Linked DNA regions of Gossypium hirsutum: region 1 is linked to region 2. A link is a contact called in public Hi-C data. All regions are on one chromosome and are shown on one strand. Each heading gives the region's core, a stretch centred on a gene start, on an enhancer-like site or on the middle of the called end of the contact. The rest is flanking DNA. Distances are from core to core; before and after follow the strand shown. Region 1 has its middle 12 kb from the start of LOC107929567. Region 2 holds the start of LOC107929570 (protein DOWNY MILDEW RESISTANCE 6).

Region 1 (6,165 bases), core at 2,003-4,502, 110 kb before region 2:
AACTTCACAGCACGTGGATGCTACGAAGTAAGTCCTTGGGGGCAAAAAGAATTTTGCTATAAGCGCGATTGTTCCTCAGTAATGTTCTTATTTTCCTCGACTAGTGATACTAAATAATTGTAGTTGAACTATTATGTTCTTTACGGAACGATAGTACACTCTGCAAATTGACATGAACAGTGATTTCATATGAAATTTAAGCTAAAGAGAATTCAGTCTGTCTGTGATTTGCTGCATCTTTTAGTAGCGTAGTTAACTTTCAATTGCCTTTACTACAGTAAATAAATGCTTCATTAAGAACAGTAATCATATTTAAAAGCTGTGTTTAATTTTTAACTATATATGATACTATGTCTCAAATGGTGAAAGCATATATCCAGGACATACATTCAGCCCGAATGCACATATAACCTCCCTACCAGCTGCGTTTTTAGTTCAACGGCCTCCTTAGCATCTTTAAGTTTGCAGTAAAAGCTAAAACCTAGGTTTTATGTCTAATTTACACTGTTCATGCTTATCATTTAACCTAATTAGAGGTGCCACTACACCCCTCATCGAGGGTTACAACTATGATTTATAGATTAGATGCCAATGCGCCATATATTATTTTACTTACCATCCAAGCCATTAGCATTTCTCTACATAAGAAAGTGTGGTATTTAGACTGAGGTCTTTCGGTATTTGGTAGCCACATATTTATTACTCAGAAATGGGGCTCATAGTCAGTTGGCGTGTCTCAGGTCCTATTTCTAACTGCATGGCCATGTTACATGTACTATACTACTTTTGGATCCTATATGAGTCTGGGTATAATATGGCAGAGCCCCATCCAAATATGTTTAATTATTATGGGCTTTATTTTTGGAAAATTTCATAAATAAGGGCAAAAAAAAAAGCATAAGCAATCAAGCATTCTTTTGTTGCTTTATGAAAGGCTTTGGGCCTCTAGCCTGACCCAATTTCCACTTGTTCCTTTTTGAAAACTTACACGTTTTTTACTTTAATTTGTACCATATGGAATTGAACAACTATCTGAGTACTACTGTTAAATTATTAATATGAAAATTAACAACTTAGCAATAAAAATCAATTTACTAAAATAAATTTTGAAAAACAAAAAATGAAATTCATAATTAAGCACTTATACAAAAGCATATGCAAATTTAAAAAATAAATAATGAGTAAATTATACCAACACCACTAAATTATGAAGAAGATTTTGAAATTGAGTGATCAAAATATAAATTTATTAACGATTTATTAAGTGGGTGTAATCCTAATAAATAAATAAGCAATAAAAAAAAGTTTTGACAATTTTAAAAAATTGAAAGAAAAAAGTCCCACATGGTACAAAAGAAAAGAGAGAGGGGAAATAAAATAATAAAACACCAAAACCAGAAAGTCCCAAAGATAATATTCTGATGGAGAGATTGTTGAAATCTTTTGTAGGCCCATGTGGTCCCCTTTTAAGGGATATTAGAGTTAAAGACCCATGTCCCATTCACATGGCTCCCCCAATCCTGAAATACCATAATCTTATTTATTTATTTATTATATTGCTACTTTTAAAAATGGTACAACTTTACTATATTTTAGTATAAAACTAAAAACAAAATACAAGTAATAATAGCTTAGCTTTGAGTTTAAAAAGGGAAAGAGCATTATAGCAATTTGGTTTTGGTTTCCTTGGCGGTGGTAGCATTATAGAAATTTATGTTGAATCAAAAGCAAATATAACCCCAATGCCCAAATGGGAGGGAGGTCCATACCATACCCTCCTTATTCCATTGTTCCTTGGTGGAGAAACATGTCTCCCGCCACCCTTTATTTTCTTATCTTTTAACTTGCCATTGTATTTCTACGGTCAACTTTTTCATTTTCTTAGGGTGTTGGATTCAACATTTCGATTTAGTTCATTTTTATAAATTTATAAAATAATTAATATCACACCACTAAATATTTTTTTAATTAAAATCCATACGTATTAGTATTGTTTTTTTTAATATAAAATTTTGAACCTTATATATTTTTTAAAAATTATTTAATATATATAATAATTATAAATATGAAATGAAATAATTTTTAAATAAAAATTTATCATTCAATAAATTCAAAATAAACAAAGAAAAAAGGGAGAGCATTTCATACTTTAAACAATAAGATTATCACTCACAATACGATGATAGTTCCATAAGAACATATAGATAAACCTATGTTCATGAAGCTTATAAGAATTTTCATCAATACAAGAAAAAAAATGATTACTATGATTTTTTTTACACCAACTGGTATAGTCGAAACTAGTGTGAAACCCATTAGCTAATCTAAATTAAATCGATTTACACTCATTTTTACTCACCTAATGTGAAACCCATTAGCTAATCCAAATTAAGAAACCAGTACATTAAAGTGTGTGTATGTGTATGGTTTAAATGAGGGTAGGACAGAATGCAAAAAGAAAAAAAAAAGTCAGGTTGGAATTACTACATAACAAGAGATTGGGGGAAAACGGGGATGCTTGGGTTAGGGCAGGAAGCGAAGTGACAAGACAGAGTAGGGTGGTTGCACTTGTTTCATTCAAAGGATCATCATCATCCATGATCCGATCCCCCCATGGAACTGGGTTTTGGTTACAAGTTTTAGTGGCAGTGGTACCACCACCACTTCATTAACAAACACCTACCACTGCCCTTTTGTCTGATTTGAGGGACAAATTGAATATCGAGAAGGACAAAATAGAAAGATGGTAAATGTGTAATAAAAGTACTGCAAGCCTTTGATTCCAGAAATTGAATCAACATGTACAACTTGTCTTTGTTTGCAACTCAGGAAATTCGTGTTTTATTATTTTATTTTATTTTTTGTAATGAAACTCTATATATAGATATATATATATAAGAGGAGACGATTGGGTGTTCGCTCAATTGACATCAATATTATTAACAATGTAAGAATATGTGAGTTTTAGTACACTAAAATATAATTCTAAGCATTGTATCAAAACACACTAAAAAATAATTTTTTTATGTAATTTGTGAATGTATAATCATATTTGAAATATTTGAAATTATTAATAATTAAATTTCAAGGTATTCGTGTGTTTTCATCTATTATATTTTTGGGGGGAACAAAGTTTTTTTTTATTGAAAAGAAGTATTTTAGTTTTAATTTTAGGAGGGTATGTTGATAACATATCTATTATGGTTGAGATTTTATATTTTTTCATATGACGTTTCGATAGAGGGAGGTGTTTGGCTTTTCTTGTTTTTATTGCAAATTGCATGTGATGTGGGGACAACCTCTTCCAGCTGTCTGCATCCAACCCTCTTTAATTTGCCTTCCCATCTCTCTCAAGCATCAATATGCTTGTACCATATTCCTCTTTTTATATATATACACATACCATTATATATAAAATTGTTTCATATATAATTCAGTATAAAAAATACGGATTTAAGTGTGTTAAAACACATTATCTTTTTATTTAAGGGACTATAAATAGTACTAGGCATTATACCAAAAATAGATAATAAGAACCTATAATAAGATTAATGGTCAAAAAATTTGTTTCATTTATTGATCGATATTTTTTTTTAATTGTATAAGTGAAGTTAAAAAATATCATTTATGTTTAATTGTTAAAAAAAATATAATTTGATTTCCATAAAATTATTAGAGAAGGAGTAGATTGTATTTCTGGCTCTTTACTAAAAAAATAGATAAATTAATATTTATTCATTTCAAAACGTGTAAATTAATTCATCCATTAAATTATCTTCTAAATGATGATGTGGACATGCTGAAAATTATTTCTTATGGTAAAATATAAAAATAGTCACTCAAGTTTGTATTTCATTAAATGCATTTCATTTAGTCATAATTTTTTCGAAATTAAATATTTTAGTCACTCTGGACTTATGTGGGCTTTTTCTATTAATCTAGTAACACAATTAACCATCTAATGTTTATACATTCTATCAAATTGATCTTAAATATAAAAAATTCAACAAATTTAGCCCTCGATATTTATAAAATTTGTCATTTTAGTTCTAATTCTAAAAAATCAATAAATTTGGCCCTCAACATTTGCAACACCTATCAATTTAGTCCTAACTTTAAAAATTTTAAAAATATCTTCTTTCAAGTCGCTTGCAACACTTTCTTTTACTATAATTTAGACTTCACATTGGATCAAACAAATTAATTTAGACATTATTTGGAATAATTGGCTACATTACTATCCGGACAAATAACGTTTTTAATGCCTTTATTATTTTTTGGATCTTAAATCTTTGTGTTTTATCCTAACCTTTTAAAGTATAATTTAGGCTTCACACTAGATCAAACCAATTGATTTGGAACTTATTTGGAATAATTGACTGCATTACTACCCGAACTTATAATGTTTTTAATGCTTTTATTTTCTTTTAGATCTTTTTCTTTCTTTGGTTTATCTTGACTTTTTAGAATTTTTTTACAATTGACTTAAAAGTGAATACTTTTTTTTTATTTTAATAACCCACACGGGTTAACTAATGGGTTATAAATGGATAAAAATTATTTTTTAAATATTGTTAAAATTTTCAGAGTTAAGATTAAATTAATATATTTTGTAAATGTTGAGAGGTTAAATTTATTAATTTTTTTATATTTATGATCAAATTGATAGAATACGTAAACATTAAAGTGCTAATTTTGTTATTAGATTAATTTAAAAAAGCTCCGGTAAATTTAGAGTGACTAAAATATTTAATTTCAAAAAATTTAGTGACTAAATAAATAATAATAATTAGATGAACAAAATAGGATGAACGGCACAATTGGATAACTATGAACGGCACAATTGGATAACTATTTTTAGTATTTACCTATAAAAAATGTAGCATCCCAAACCCGGCCCAGACGTTATGGCCGGATCCGACATGCCACATCAAAGCGTTCAAAACATTTTATATTGTTGATCCAGAAAAACCTACTTAGTGTTTTAAAAGATAATTTCATTATAGGTTAAAGTGAATGGAAGCTGTGCACCAGGTAGGAAACCGGAAAAGAGGAGGTGAGTTATCGGACTACTTAAGTACCAAGCTCCCTTCGGATCCAATCTTAGACATGCACACCGCCATTGCCACACCTTAACGTCATGTTAAGCTCAAAAATATCGAGGGCACAGAAATCATGCACTTTGCAGTCCAAACATTGCAGCTTACCAAAAACATTAATCGATTTACCTCACGAGCATTCGCACACTCGCAAATCTACAAAATACCGGTTTTTGGCATTTCGGCTTTTCGACTTTTGCCGATCTAGACTAAGAAATAGGGTGTTAGTTACACACCTGTTTGCGACGACATACTGACGAGATCCACACACGAACCGCCTACAATTGGATTACTAACACGTTAATCTAACTATTCAAATACAAACTACGTATTAACCCTTTACGATATTCGGCCAACCACACCTACAGATCATAATAAGCTTATAAGAAATCAATAAGCAACTCATTAACAAATTTTTGTCAATGTTTACCACATAATCATAATTTCACTGCAAGCTGTCTTCCTGAGCAACAGTCACTAAATCATTTATAACTGGAGCTATGAAACTCCAAATCAAGTGCCGTTAATTTTCCCTGAAAATAGACTCATATATCTTCTATCCATAAAATTTTCAGAATTTTTGGTATGGCCAATCAATACCGGATTTTTCTTAAAGTTTCCCATGTTTCACTGTTTGACTAATCTGACCACTCTTCATTACAAATCAAATTTCTCATTGTACAGAATTCAAAATATATTCTAGTTTATTTAATTTGAAACTAGACTCATTAAGCTTTAATTACATAATTTATTCACCTTCTAACTCATCTCTCACAATTTATGGTGATTTTCCAAAGTCACGTTACTGCTGCTGCCCCAAGCAGATTTATTACCAAATCACTCTTTCACACATAACTTGCATGCATGTTATTTAAACATGTATATCACCAGTCAATCATCACATATATATGAGTTTACTTAAGTATAGTCTCCATTTCATCATTTTAAAGCATAACATGTTAGCCGATTTTTTCCCTTAGCATCTAAGGCACATGCATGCTCATTTGTTTGGCTCAACTTCACCTATCTTCCATTTTTCATCAAAAGAACATGAAACAACAACCAT
Region 2 (5,839 bases), core at 2,979-5,478:
TCTAGTGAGAGCTTCACTATAAATTTTTGGTATAAACTATAATTTAATGTAAGCTAATCCTTTTATTGTTGCAGTCTCACTTTTAAACATTCTCAATGAAAACTCTCAAAACTTATAATTTTTACCCTTATTATTACTCAGAAAGTAATTTTTTTTGTTGAAAAAGTAGAAGAAGTAAGCTAATTACATAAACTAGACCATCCCCTCTAACGAGAAGATCTCAAACAAAATTTATTCTATGTTGGACTAATTTGACTAAACGATCAGCTTATTGATTATTCTTTTTAGAAATGTGTCGAATGCTTCACTTTTTGAACCGTGATAACATCTTATGGATTCTCCTGATTAAAGTATAATTGGACCCTTCTGAAGAGTTCTCCTGAATACTTATAACCGCCTCAAGACAATCAGATTGAATAAACACCTTTTCATATCCCCGCTCAATAAAACGACTCAACCCGTCCAAAATACCTCACGTCTCCGCATAAAAGCAGAACAATTTTCCAAATGTCTATTAAATCTAAAAATCTACTATCCATTTTGATCACGTACTATTCTGCTGCAGCCGCAAAACCAGCATCTTAATCAAAAAGTAATTTAATACATTGTATCTGCATACAATAAGTTCTCGGTAATCAACCAGACTTGTGCACTCTTTTAACGTTTTTACTTTCTAAGGTACATTGAAACTTCAATATATAGGACTTTATTAGACCACTTTAATTTAGTGTCAAAATCAATCATGACTCATGATTTTTTTTTCTTTAAAAAAAATCATGATTCATGATTTTTCAATCTCTAAAATATCGTCCATATTAATTATCTTTTAAAATACAAATTATTTAACAAAATAAACTAAAGTTCTAATTTTGCTATGTTATGACATCCTTAAAAATATGTTAAAAACAGGCAACTTAGGAACACGATAATATCAGAACTCGTGACAACCTCAATTGCAATTGGAAAAACAACTTACTGCACTAACAATGTACATTCTAAATCTTATAAACATCTAACGATTTAAAAAAATATATTTGCACCAAATCTCCTTCAAACTTTCGCTCAAATTTTATTGTAGATTCCAAATTTTAAAATATTTTAATTAAATACTTAAATCGTCAATATTGTATATCAATCTAGTCTTACTATTATTTAAGTTGTCAACTTGAGCTGCTTAAATCTAATATAGAGCATATTTAAAATATGGGACTCAAATTAAACAAATTTATACTTGTTACATAAACAACTTTATCTAATGTGTCAATAAAAAATAGTGTCATTAACAAAATTCAAATTTTCATTTTTTAGTATGACATATCCAAATTATTTTTACAATAAGTACATGTACTCGGAATTTGATTTACGTACTTTAGATATGCTTAACATGATATTTGAATGCATTAAGCCAACAACTAAACAGAAAAAAGAATCAGATTGATACAATATTGATATTTCAAAAATTCAAATATTTTTTTAAGTTTGAGATCAATTTAAATCAAGGATATAGTTTGTGAACCATCGGTGCTATAAACCTTAAAAAGTTAAAATTTAAATTCATTAATTAATATAATCTCTTTATATATATATATAACTACAGATGTTGTCATCCATGGTATAATCTAAACTTAATCTTGTACTATACGTTTTATATACGAGTAAACTATACTAGTAGTCACTAAATTACTGTTAAGTTTCTTTTTGGTCACCCAACTATAAAATAAAATTATTATCCAACTATTTGATTTTGTATTTTTTTGTTACCAGCTGTTAAATAGCTAAAGGAAATATGATGTGACAAGTTTTAAAATTTATATAATAGCAACTTTAACACTTAAGATTTATATATTGTGTCAATTTTATCTTGATTCTAAAAAAAAATAACATTCAACATTTGCAAATTGTGTAATTTGGTCTTCTTCTTTTTTCCCAGTTTTGCTTTTCATTGTGACCTTTTTACTTAAGAACCTAAAAAAAAATTATCAGCTAAATTTGGTAATTTCTTTTTACTAAAAATGGAAATATTAAAAAAACCCAATATAATAGTTTTAAATGCTGACAAGTTATTTTTCCATTAGTAATTAAATGACTGATGACCGAAAAAGAAAAAAGTCAAATAGTTGGGTGACATTTTATAATTTTTCATAGTTGGGTAATAAAAAAACTTATCAATAATTGAGTGACTACTAGTATAATTTACCCTTTTTATAAAAAAAAGTGGTTTCTTCTTCAAATAATTTGTTAAGTAAACTACACCATTAGTCACTAAACTATGGGTAATCTTCATTTTGGTCACTCAACTAAAAAAAAGTTACAATTCGGTTACTGAAATATTTGAAAGTTTTCATTTTAGTCACTGAACTATTCAAAAGTTTTATTTAAATTATTGAGTTGTTAAGTTTTTCTAAAAAAGTTCTGCCAGCGGGCTTCAAGCGATGATTTTGACGATCGGTACGGTGGATCATTACCCATAACGAATAGAACATACTTTAGACCCCAGTCGATATGACGATCAGTATCGAAGGTCGAAGAAAAAATTTGTTTGAATTTTAGTTCATAGATTTTTGACGTCTAAAGTTGTTTCATTAAAAAAAATTAAACTATAAAAAGATGAGGAAAGAGTTTTTTTATTTATGCAGTGTGAATAGAGAAAATTATATAATATTAATTTTAACAATCTAATGATATTAATAAAAAATTTCAATTAATATAATGACTAAATTATAATTTTTTTTAATTAAGTGATTGAAATAAAAATTTATTCATAATTTAATGAATAAAATAAGAATAGAGGTGAGAGGAAAAAAGCATCTCATAATTTAATCCCCAGTGTACGAAAGTTGATGAAAAGAGAAAAAAGTTGCATAGGGGGGGGGGTGTTAGCCATTTGTGACCTCATATTTATTTTTCCTCCACCCATATAAATGCATCATATTTATATTTTACTCGGTCCATATAATTATGACTTTAAAGAAAAACTAGCACATTTATTAATCATTCTTTGACAAATAAAATACCCAATTTTTATTTATTTGTCGGTCGATAGATTTATTTTAGGTGGTAGCGAGAGAAGTTTATTTTTTAAAGGTTAAAATATGTTACAAGTTCATGTTTTATTTATAGATTTTAGATTTTTATGTTTATAAATTTAATTTTTTTTATTTTTTTATTTTAAATTTCAGATTCTAGTATTATTTTTTGTTAAATTTGTTAGTGTGATAATTTAAAATAAAAGAAATACTCATTTGGTAGTTATGTATTTAACATAATAGTGTTAACAATTGGATAAATAATAAAAATAGTCACTTATGTTATAGAGTGATCACTTTACTGTTAAGCTCCGTTACTTCTCTATGTGGCAGTATAAATAGATTTTAAATGCTATCTTCGATGTCTAGTTGTTGGGATAAAAATAGGTTTTTAATTAAATAAAATTAATTTGGATTGTCACGTAAGATATCTGTTAGGGAGATAACGAAGCTTAACAGTGGAGTGAGCATTTTGTAATAAAATGATAACTTAAGTGACTAAAACGTAACATTTTAAAAATAAATAATTAAAATATAATATGAAATAAATAAAAATGACTATTTTTATAAATTACCCGTTAACAACTTTACCGAATTTGTAGAATTGAAAAAGTAAAACAGATGGGATATTCTGTATTTCCTGACTTATTAAAAATATGCTATCAATAGAGAATCGACAGCAAGCACGAAAGGTTGCTGTTATTTTGGCGTATAAAACGGATGAAATTGAAAAAAACTGACAAATAGATAGAAACAATGGGAAAAAGAAAAAAGCCTTAAAAAATTGGAGTAAAATAATAATAGTTTTAAATTAAATTAAAAGATCAATCAAACAATAAAATTAAGGTTAGAAATTTAAACTCCTAAGGTTTAATTAGCCGTAGCAACCAAAATTCGACAAGTGTTGGGCTGAAACTGGATACTGCTTTATTTTTTTTGGTAATATTAGGACATAAATTTTTATTTTCATTTATGGTACATTCGTGAAGAAAATGTGTTTCACAACGTGTGAACTCTAAATTTGGATGTCGACTTACAAATTTCTTTACCACTAAATTACTGATTCAACCGTTGGCCATATAAATATTTAAAATTTTTATTATTTTTAATATTTAATTGATTACTTTAACCAATATTAATATTATTTAATAAACCCTAAATATTAATGAATAAAATCAGGTATTTCTAAAGATTAGAATAAGAAGGATTTCAATGGAGCCACCTGCACCACGGTCTATAAATAAAAGTGTATTTTGAGCTTGAAAATGGGGTACTCAATTCATTTCAATGAACTTGAATGAAATAAGTAAGTAAATATTGCTCTTTACCTCTCAACACTCCCTCGTCTCCACTGTCGCCCCTCTTCTCTTGTATTTCCTTTTGGGGATTCCGATTTGGGATATGGATACAAAGGTACTTTCCTCTGGAATCCGATATTCTAACTTACCGGAAAGTTACGTCAGACCGGAATCGGAGCGTCCCCGTTTATCCGAAGTCTCCGAATGTGAAGACGTCCCTGTTATCGATTTAGGGTGTGAGGACAGAACCCATATTATTCAACAAATTTGTCGTGCCTGCATGCAGTATGGATTTTTTCAGGTATGAAATTAATTTTCTCAATATCATCGCCTCTGTCTTTTTCCCTTTTTAGTTTTTTTGTAATCATCGATCGTATTATCCATTTTTCCAGGTAATTAATCACGGAGTTTCCAAAGAAACAGTTGAAAAAATGTTGCAAGTGGCACATGATTTCTTTGAGTTGCCATTAGAGGAGAAACTGAAGCTTTACTCCGATGACCCTTCTAAAACAATGAGACTTTCCACTAGTTTTAATGTGAATAAAGAGAAGGTTCATAACTGGAGAGATTATCTAAGATTACACTGCTACCCTCTTCACAAATATGTCCCTGAGTGGCCTTCAAATCCTCCTCCTTTCAAGTAAGTCCGTCATCTTCTTCTTCCTCGCATATACTGGTTTTGCCTCACCCTTTTTCTCTTTGAACAATGGCTATAAAATATTGAAAATCGATGCTCTAATTAGACCCATTTGTCATTTCCATTGTTTCTGTCATGCACGTTCTAATGATATGATTCAACTATAAGTTGAGTATTAAATGCATTATTTATGTTTCTTCAAAGGAGTAACAACCTAACATCATTTAAATAATCTCTTTGACATTATGCATGGAATCACAGTACGAGTCTTTTAATTTTTCTCTTACTTGATTTGAGCACGTGATAAAATAAAACTGATAAGGTATTTTTTTGAATTTTTTAAATTTAAATAAGATCTTCTGAATGTTCTGAAACTTTAGTACCGTATAATTGATTTTATATTCGATTGATCATAACTCATATCAATTTTTTTTCCTTTGTCCCTACAAAATATCTCAAGATATTTTCTTGGTAGATTTTAGTACTTTTTAAGGTGACCTTAAAGGTGGAATTTTAGTGTTCTTCCTTTTGCTAATTAACCAAGTCATAAAGCATACTACATATCAAAGGAAAAGTCAAGTCCCCTCTCTTGAATTTTCCCCCTATTGGTCCCCTTCTTGTAATCTATACATGGTGTGCACTTGGCCATGTGGTCACGTGGTTTTCCTAGGAGTTTGTAGGTGGTGGTGTATTGTGGCCACTGCAATAAACATTACATAAACATGATGATCTAAGGGTTGTTTTAGATTGGCCTCCCATGGATGGATGAGTTTTGGTATGTATTTGTTGCTTATTCCATCACCAATAAAGCAACAATTACACAAAGTCAAAACTTATTAACGCTAATTAAGCTAAAAAGAAAGTTGCGTTTCTATTGG

Evidence for each region. Hi-C and Micro-C count contacts between places; a contact is called where the count stands out from the background.
Region 1: a contact with region 2 is called in a Hi-C map of leaf, with 1.8 times the contacts expected there. The contact joins the enhancer-like site here to the promoter of LOC107929570 in region 2. A contact is called at or near these places in 3 of 34 Hi-C or Micro-C datasets (all in leaf).

What each region holds. Positions count from the first base shown.
Region 1 is chrA12:106,490,233-106,496,397 of Gossypium_hirsutum_v2.1, reverse strand. No RefSeq gene overlaps it. Among protein-coding and RNA genes, the nearest start is that of LOC107929567, 12 kb to the left of the region's middle. Within about 2 kb of position 3,252, at least 4 of the 9 cell types and tissues checked have an H3K27ac peak or open chromatin away from gene starts, as enhancers often do. A contact at or near this core is called in leaf, where this site is marked.
Region 2 is chrA12:106,385,665-106,391,503 of Gossypium_hirsutum_v2.1, reverse strand. LOC107929570 (protein DOWNY MILDEW RESISTANCE 6) reads left to right here and starts at 4,228. Exons shown (of 4, transcript XM_016861037.2): 1 at 4,228-4,625; 2 at 4,717-4,964. The coding sequence starts at 4,428.